Linked DNA regions of Columba livia: region 2 is linked to region 1. Evidence: chromatin contacts called from public Hi-C data. All regions are on one chromosome and are shown on one strand. Each heading gives the region's core, a stretch centred on a gene start, on an enhancer-like site or on the middle of the called end of the contact. The rest is flanking DNA. Distances are from core to core; before and after follow the strand shown.

Region 1 (4,016 bases), core at 1,295-3,794:
AGCTATTTGGCAATGATCTGGCCATATGTGACTGGGAGTTACACTTTGGATGCTGTTGACCATCATGTAGGAATTTGCTGTGACAAGAAGGTCACAGCAGGTATACAGCTGCTGCTGTAGGAGCTCAGCTCCCTTCTGTAAGAACACTTCCTGAGCAATGTTCAGAGAAGATGTAGAATTGTTCCCATAAAGTGATATAAAATCTAAATCTGGGGTATAAATGAATGACTTTATGCTCCTGTGCTCGTCCCTGAGAGCATCCTGATTGTTTAAGGACTCCAGTCTGTGTTTCCTTCTCATGTTTGTCAGGGTTACCTTGTGATGAAAAGCTGGGATTTGCCAGGAAGAGGGCAGGGTTGGAGTTGTGACATGCTCCCAGGTAGCTGAGTGGGAAATGAGGGCTGTAGAGCACTTTGCAGAACAAAGCTTTCCTGACCCCAAGATGCAGATGAGTTTTGTGTGAGCGAGTGCACAGCAGAGAGGTCTTTTGTATGCTGTAGTCTCTACCTGAGTTAGTTGTGGCTTTCTACTGTAGCTGTGTACCTTGAGAATCTGATCTCGCTGGAGTATAAGAGCTTTCCTTAATAGCAATCTGTTTGTTTTTTTTTTCCCTCACAGGCCAGTTCTGTGCTCAAAGCAAAGGAACCCAGTGTGGTGGATGTAAATCCTTCAGAAAGCACTCACTTTCGGGTCATCCAAAGTTCTCCTGTAGAGGAGTTTAACACTGTGTCTCCTCTACCTGCCATTGGAGAAGCAGGTGCAACAACTGGGGATGACAGTGAGCCCTTACCAGCTGAGACAAATAAGCCAGAGATAGAGTCTCCAGGAGCAGCTGTACCATCACTGCCTGCCAGTGAAGAAATAAAACAAGCTACAGCTTGCTCGGCCCAATCAGCTGGCAAGACAGATTCCCCTTCCAGAAAGAAAGGTAAAGCTGTTGATTCTGCACTTTCATATGTATGATTTTGTCTTTAAATTTCATGGTGATAAAGCATCTCATTGTCATATAAATTAATCTGTGCCCTGAAGGCACTTTCAGATCTGAAAAGAAAGAAGCTTTGGAAAGAAACTTCAAAACCTGAGCTGTGCAGCAGGCTGTTCACAGGAGCCATGTAGTAAGATATAAGATTCTTCTTGGTCTAAGGTTTTTGTCAGCTCTCTGTATATGAGCAAGACTGCAAAACTTACTCCAAATTCATCCATATTTGACAGATTCAGAGATTTCACTTTTTGGTACAAGCACACTGTAGGTCTGCTGCTTTATGTGCTCTGACTACTTTTGGAGGTGTTATGTGTCGCTGGTAATTGTGGAACCTCTCTGTGATAATAGAAAGTAGTAGTATGTCTTTTGCACAAACAACAGATTTACCGTAAAATAAGGTGTTTTGTTTCACATGAGCAATTTCAGTTCCCTGTGGTACACATGCTATCTTGAAATTGTGAAATATAATTCCATCTGCTTTTCTACTTCTTAATTTCTGGGCTCTGTACCCATAGTGCTTTATAATAAGTGTCACAATATTCACATGAAATTTATTTGCTTACAAATGTTATGTTTTAGAGCTCTGATTTTTTCTATAATTACATAAGCCTTAAATAAGCCCAGTTTGTGTGGCTGCTTTTTAGTCAATAAAGGCACAAGTTTTGTAGCCACTTCCCCATGCCTTCCACTGTCTTTGAAGACAAAAATGACAGTGTTACTCTGCTTACTATTCATTCTTTGCATAACTTTTTTTCTGATTGCTTTTCTGATGTTTGATGTTGGAAATCAGGTCAGTGAGAAGTTGTGGGTTTTAGAATGAATTCTGATTAGGTCTTGGCCTTACAGTGGTTACTTGTCTAGATGAACCAGCAATGGCAGGGCAGCGATGGCTCTGTGTGTTGGTACAACCCAGGAGGGTTTTTTGTCCCCTGCAATGATGCATGTGCACACGCAACACGTCAGGATGTATGTGCTAAAGTTAGTTGTCTCCGTAACAAGCTGGTTACAGTCTGCTAGTAACTATAGTATAGTCTGTTGTATTACCCTTTTGCAAGAGGGCATTGAAGATTAGTTCTTGGAGATTAAATGCCCTGATTACCTTACTGTGATAACAGGCCTACACAATGACACATAAAGTTTTCCTTTTGCTGTTTTCCTACAGTGACCACGGACTTCTAATTCCCAGTGGTTTTGTCTGAGATAAGGAGGCTTCAACAGATTTCAGAACTAGCTCCCTATTGTCCCATGTTGTGTATTCAAAGTCTGAACAATGTATATGAGCAACTTGTTTTGAAATTTTTGGCAGTACCATTTTAAAGAAAAGTTCACACACTGTTACAATTTGTCTGGTTTCTCAATCTTGAAATAAATAGTTAAACAGGAATAATAGTTCTGGCATGTTACTCAGGAAAAGTTCATTAATAGGCTTATTTGTGCTATCTCTTACAGACAAACGAAGCCGTCATCTTGGTGCTGATGGTGTCTATTTAGATGACCTCCCTGACATGGAACCAGAAGTTGCTGCACTTTATTTCCCCAAGAAGTATAAATCCTTTTCTTATATTTTTCCTATTTAAAGAGCTCTTGTCACCTTCCAGATTTAGATCAGACTCTTAATTGCCAACCAAATAAGACTACTTTTTCAGAGTACAAGCAGAGATGAAGGCAGAATGAAAATAAAACTCTGTGGAGGGAAATATTAGAGCTTTTAGAAGGCTCTGCATTTGGGCCTGAGGAATGTACTTGAAGCTGATTGTTCTATTTGGGTCAATTAAGCATTGTATATTGATTGTGGATTGTTATGTAATGTACACTGATGTTTGTGAGTATTACTCACATGCCCTGGGAGAGCAGTTGGCCTTGGGATATATTTATCCGTATGTCCTTGCCTGTTACCGTGAAGAACATGTCTTACTGTTAACAGCATTAGCACAAAATAATTGCTATAATGTTGTTCTACTGTGGGTGATGACCTATAAATATGAATGTTATAATAATTTTTGGATGACACACGACAGATTTATTTATGAAAATATTTTACCCTGAACATATAATTTCCAGCTTGTTCTGATCTACATTAGAGCCTTTTATCCGCTTTCCACATCAGACTCTAGTCACTTGACTGAAGTCATTGAGCAACAACTAAAGTAGCTTGCATATTTTATTTTTCTTTCTTGCTTGCTTAAATTTAGTTGTTGTAATATTAGCATTTCAGTAAAACAGAGAAGGATCAGTAATATTGAGAAAAAAGTTGGATTGATAATTCCTTTTTCAAATGCATTCATATAAATCTAGAATGGAAAGCAGAGTTTGGGCCCACACTCTGTAATAATTATTTCATTTCTACACGGATTTTTAAGTGGGTATAATTAATTTTTGTTTCTTAAAATTTTAATCCTAATGGTTTATATATTCAGTATTTTATTTATATGTACATGACAAATAAATACACATACACATCCTTTGTTTTGGCTTTAGCTATCAGTTTATATAATTAATATAAAATAATAAACTAATGCGTTTATTCTTGTTCCAGCATGGGAATAGTTCTACTAGTATAAACTCTGCTTATAGTAGCATTATTTTGTCTACTAAGGTTGTATAGTTTATTGTCTTATTTGCCCTGTCTCTTGTAAGTAAGTGTGGGTATCATTATACATGCCTAGTTTAGGCAAATAAGCAGAAGCAATCTGGTGTTTGAGGGTACATGAGGTCTCTGCTTCTTTGTTTAAATTTTATGGCAAAACCAAGCAATTTTTTTTTTCTTAAGTGTGTGCCAGAAGGAAATGGTGTTTATTGAAGGGAGAGAAATTGGGAATGAATACATGAGGACTGAATTCCGTATTTTTCTTTTCAGTGGGGATACTGCCCAAAGCAAGAACACGAACGACATGGGGCCGCGGTCCGCCAGTCAATCTCCGCAGTCTGTCGGGAGCTCAGGTGTTGACAGTGGAGTTGAAAGCACCTCGGATGGAATTCGAGATTTGCCCTCCATTGCCATTTCTCTCTGTGGAGGCCTTACTGACAACAAAGA
Region 2 (4,098 bases), core at 1,176-3,675, 40 kb before region 1:
AAGTGATGACACATAATGAAGACTGTGATATGGGTGAGAAAGGCTCTGAAAAGGTAGAGTCCTGTGTTGCCACCTCAAGCAAAACAAGAACAGCTGGACCTTTGTGCTTGCTCTCTGCAGGGCTCCCTTCACATAGGAATAATTACATTATGGGCACTGCATAATGGAAAGAAAATGAGTAAATATACTGGAGCCTGATACAGTGAATATATCATCTCTTGTTGTCACTAGTTCACTTTTTGGTGACTTACTAATATATGAATTTAATTTAAAAATTTTCTGGGGAAAACCAGCCCTGTGTAGGTAACAAAAATACCAGTCAGGATCCTCCACCGACAGAGGTGGATTTCTGATGTTCTTGGTCAAGTCACTGGACTCTGGGAGAGGTTTGTGGCACAGATCTTGGGACCCGACTCTCCATAATGTTCTTAAGCTACAAATTCAGAAAACAGAGAGCCCCAAGGCATTGCCACAGGCAGCTGGTTGTTGCTGTATCAACCTAGTGCTGCTTCACCCCCAGTCTAGCAGGAGTGGCATCTTCAGGAGCATAAAATAAGACACCTGTAGTTGATGTTAGGTCCTGTTGCTCCACAGCCGAGATGTCTGTAAGGCTTCACTCAGCATCATGCAGAAGAACTATTGATACATGACATTTAGCAAAAGAGAGCAATAGATGCCAGGCCACTGAGCTTAGTTGAGGCAAAATATTGAGGGAAGTAGGAGAGGCAGGGAACCTCTAAAGTGTGATATTGTTAGATGGTGGAACAGTTTCAAAGCCAGTCCAATTATTTTAGTATTAATTAAAGTCCAGTTAAGCCCAAGGGATTATTAACATGTTCTAAAATACTTCTAAAGACTTTTAAAGCTTTTTTTTTTTTTTTTTTTTTTAATATTAGCAAATACTAAACTTGCTCTGCAGGAATAATATACTCCCTCCCCATTGCATTCTGTGATCCTTCTCACCAAGGATTTGAGTTAAAAACGTCCTCTTTTTCTGCATGTGCTGTTTATCTACTAGTCAGAAAAATTGTAGCATATTTTGATTGGTTTTTATGGCCACCTCCTTCTTCCTAGAAATAGTCCTGTACAGCATGTAGCGTTAGTGAGAAAAACAAATCACGTGCAATGAAAGGCACACTTTGCTTTGCCCTCCTCCTTATTTTCTGATTTCCTGGATAAAATCCAGCAGGGAACTGCCTCCAAAGTCTATTTATGAACTCATGTTTACTTTTATGTATATGTAGTCTTTACTATATGTGAACACTATGTACTGACCCAAGGAACTCAGAACTGTTGTGAACGCCAAGAAATTCAGTTCATAACAGTAGTCTGAGTTTGATACTATTTTGTGTATTTTATATTTTTAAAAAACCCAGAAGCTGGGCTGTGCAGCAGAGCACAGAAAACCTGTGATAGTGCCAGCCACAATGGAAGTTTCCAAACTTCCTGACGCACCCCTCTGATGTAGGATTGTTTTTCCTCTCCTGTTGTTTTCACTTCAGAAATCTGATCTTGTGACACAAGGTCTGTCCTCTCCATATTACAAACATACCCATGTTTCCCAAAATGACCTACACTTGCTCCCTAAAAGGCTGTTGCTAGCAAATCCCTTTAAAAAAACTATGAAGACTACATAGAAGACGATACATTTTTTTCTGCAGTTAATTATGTGCATGTGAGCCTTTACAAGTTGACTTCATGAAGGGTTTGAAAGAATCATAGCAAACCTGTCTATATTCTTTCTTCCCAGATGGACAGAGAAAAATGGAAAAGCCACACACGTATTTTAATACACTGGCGCTTTAATGCAGGCTTGTTATCACTCTTTCAAACCTGTCATGAAGCCATATATTGAAATCTGATGTACACATTACTCTGCCGGTACTCTGGATGGTAATTTATATACAAGTACTTAGATATCAGTACTGACTCAAAGCAGCTTCCATATGTGGCAAAATTTAATCTGCTCCAAATAAATTGCATTCTGATGGTAGGCTTACCACAAATCAATGGGCAGGGGGATGGGAAGCAACATCTGCAGTAAAAAATAGCTATGATACCCACAGGGAAGACCTCTGAGTAAAATCCTACAAGCAAACAAAGCGAGTAAACAGAGAATGAAAGGCCCAGCTGATTTTTAAAGGTCAGCCACAGATGTGACCATTACCTCCCACTTGCTGCTGCGACATTTATGCCTCGCTACAGAGGCAGCTGCCTTGGGCAAATGAACAAAGGCTTCAATTCACAACACAAAACACTCGTGCAGCTTTTCAGCGTGCAGCACCCACTTTTGTGCCTGTCATCTCCCTAACCCCATCCCCACTCCTGAAACTCCTGCCTAGATTTACACAGAAAATAAATGGAATCAGAGAAATGCTCCTTTCCAAAGTTCGCCATAAGCGTCTATAAAGTATTTGTTTGTGACCTATGGCAAATTTTCCTAGCCAGTGAAAACACACACTGCCTGTGCCCGGTGTTATTTAGAGAGCAGGCAGCAGCACAGCAGCTGTAGCAGTTTATATTCCTGCACACTTCTCCTGCTGCAGAGCCTGGAGATCCAGCATGTGTCACAAACCCCATTTCTCAAGCTTGTAAACAGGACCGCTCAGGGTTTAGCTCTGCTGCCCTACCTGTTTGACCAGAATGTGTCTGAACTAAGCCAAGAGCTCCTTAATAGCTCCTGTATTTTTTCCTTCCTGAGGGTCCTCTGTGAGCATGACTAAGCATGGATGTGGTGTCTCAGCATGAAAACCAATGGGACAGGCATCAGCTTGGTCTGTTCTCTATTTATCATGCAAAACCCAAAGCTTCCAGATTCTTCATGGGTGCAAACCCCAGATTCTGACAAATCTACTCTCAACTTCTGTGCCTCTTGCTTAACAATGAGGGTCCAAACAACCCAAAGCTTGTCACAAGACTAAGCCCAACATGCAGGGGCATGTATGGTGCAGATACCACAGTTGTGCAGCTCCACTTTCTGCCCTGAACTGTGAGGAGGAGGTGGTCATATTAACCCTCCTCTGGTGAAAGACATGTATGGCCTTCCTTGGTGGTCCAGCGGAGAGCCAACAGCACCCATTTCCAGGCCTGATGGCCAGGCTGCCCCATAAAGGAGAGGGCTGGGAGGCCCCTGGGTCTGGAAAGGCTGAAGTCATGAAGGAGAGTGTGATCATCGGGTGATGTGGAGACATCACCTCATGAAACATCTTTTGGTAGCCTGGGGTAGTTCCTAAGAGGAACACTCCCAGGTGCGGTGTTAACTGCAGTCATTAAAATATCTGCCAAACGCCAGCAGCAGGCGTGGTGGTGGGGCCACCACTCCAGCCAATGGAGGTGGTGGTCAAACACGCTCCTCCAGCTGAATGGTTTGGTGGAGATGAGGAAATGGCCTTTATCAACCGTCAGTTGATGTGTCAGAAGATTTTAGATAAACAGCTGATAATTTTCACTATGACTAACACGGCGTTTAGAAATGGGAGGAGCTCGGCAGAAAGAATTCAGACCTGGCCTAAGGCAGCTGTATGCATGTATTTCAAAGACCTATGCTAGAGTCTCATGTGTTAACCCAGTGCTGAGACATACTCAACAAGGCATCTGGCAAAATAATTTAACTGCCATGTAATGCTCCTTCTGCCTTTGCTCAAATTCACTTTCAAATGTGGTCAGCAAAGCAACACGCCTGGGCTCTGCTGCAGACTGCTGCTGTCCAACAGTTCCTCTTCTCCCACTGATGCTTAGCAAGAAGATTGGAGCTCCAGAGCAGGAATGCCATGGATGCTGGATTGTTAAAAAGCATTCAGCATAAGTCTAGATTTTTAAAATAATTTACAAACTTTAGGTAGTGCAAAATGCAGCTATCTGTACCTTCAGCAGTGACAGGGCAAGGGAGAACATTGTGCACATGCTGCAGGAGCTGCCCTGGATCCCAGGCTGACCCCAGAGCAATGCAGCCTGTGAGGGCTGGGCAAGGAGGCTCTGAGCTGCTTGGGATTTTCCCACCCCACACCTGTGCCTCCCTCTCCATGAGATGCCTTTGGACTCCAGAGCTACCAAAATGCTAGAGCATTATGGCGCCTCTGACTTGAAAGCAATGATGCA

What was found. Hi-C and Micro-C count contacts between places; a contact is called where the count stands out from the background.
Region 2: a contact with region 1 is called in a Hi-C map of liver, with 2.0 times the contacts expected there. The contact joins two enhancer-like sites. A contact is called at or near these places in 2 of 2 Hi-C or Micro-C datasets (crop and liver).

The regions. Positions count from the first base shown.
Region 1 is chr3:15,453,614-15,457,629 of bColLiv1.pat.W.v2, reverse strand. LPIN1 (lipin 1) reads left to right here. Exons shown (of 23, transcript XM_065055905.1): 9 at 619-928; 10 at 2,432-2,525; 11 at 3,840-4,016. Among named protein-coding and RNA genes, the nearest start is that of LPIN1, 55 kb to the left of the region's middle. Within about 2 kb of position 2,544, at least 1 of the 3 cell types and tissues checked has an H3K27ac peak away from gene starts, as active enhancers do.
Region 2 is chr3:15,493,753-15,497,850 of bColLiv1.pat.W.v2, reverse strand. The region is part of intron 1 of LPIN1 (lipin 1); the gene reads left to right. Among named protein-coding and RNA genes, the nearest start is that of LPIN1, 15 kb to the left of the region's middle. Within about 2 kb of position 2,425, at least 1 of the 3 cell types and tissues checked has an H3K27ac peak away from gene starts, as active enhancers do.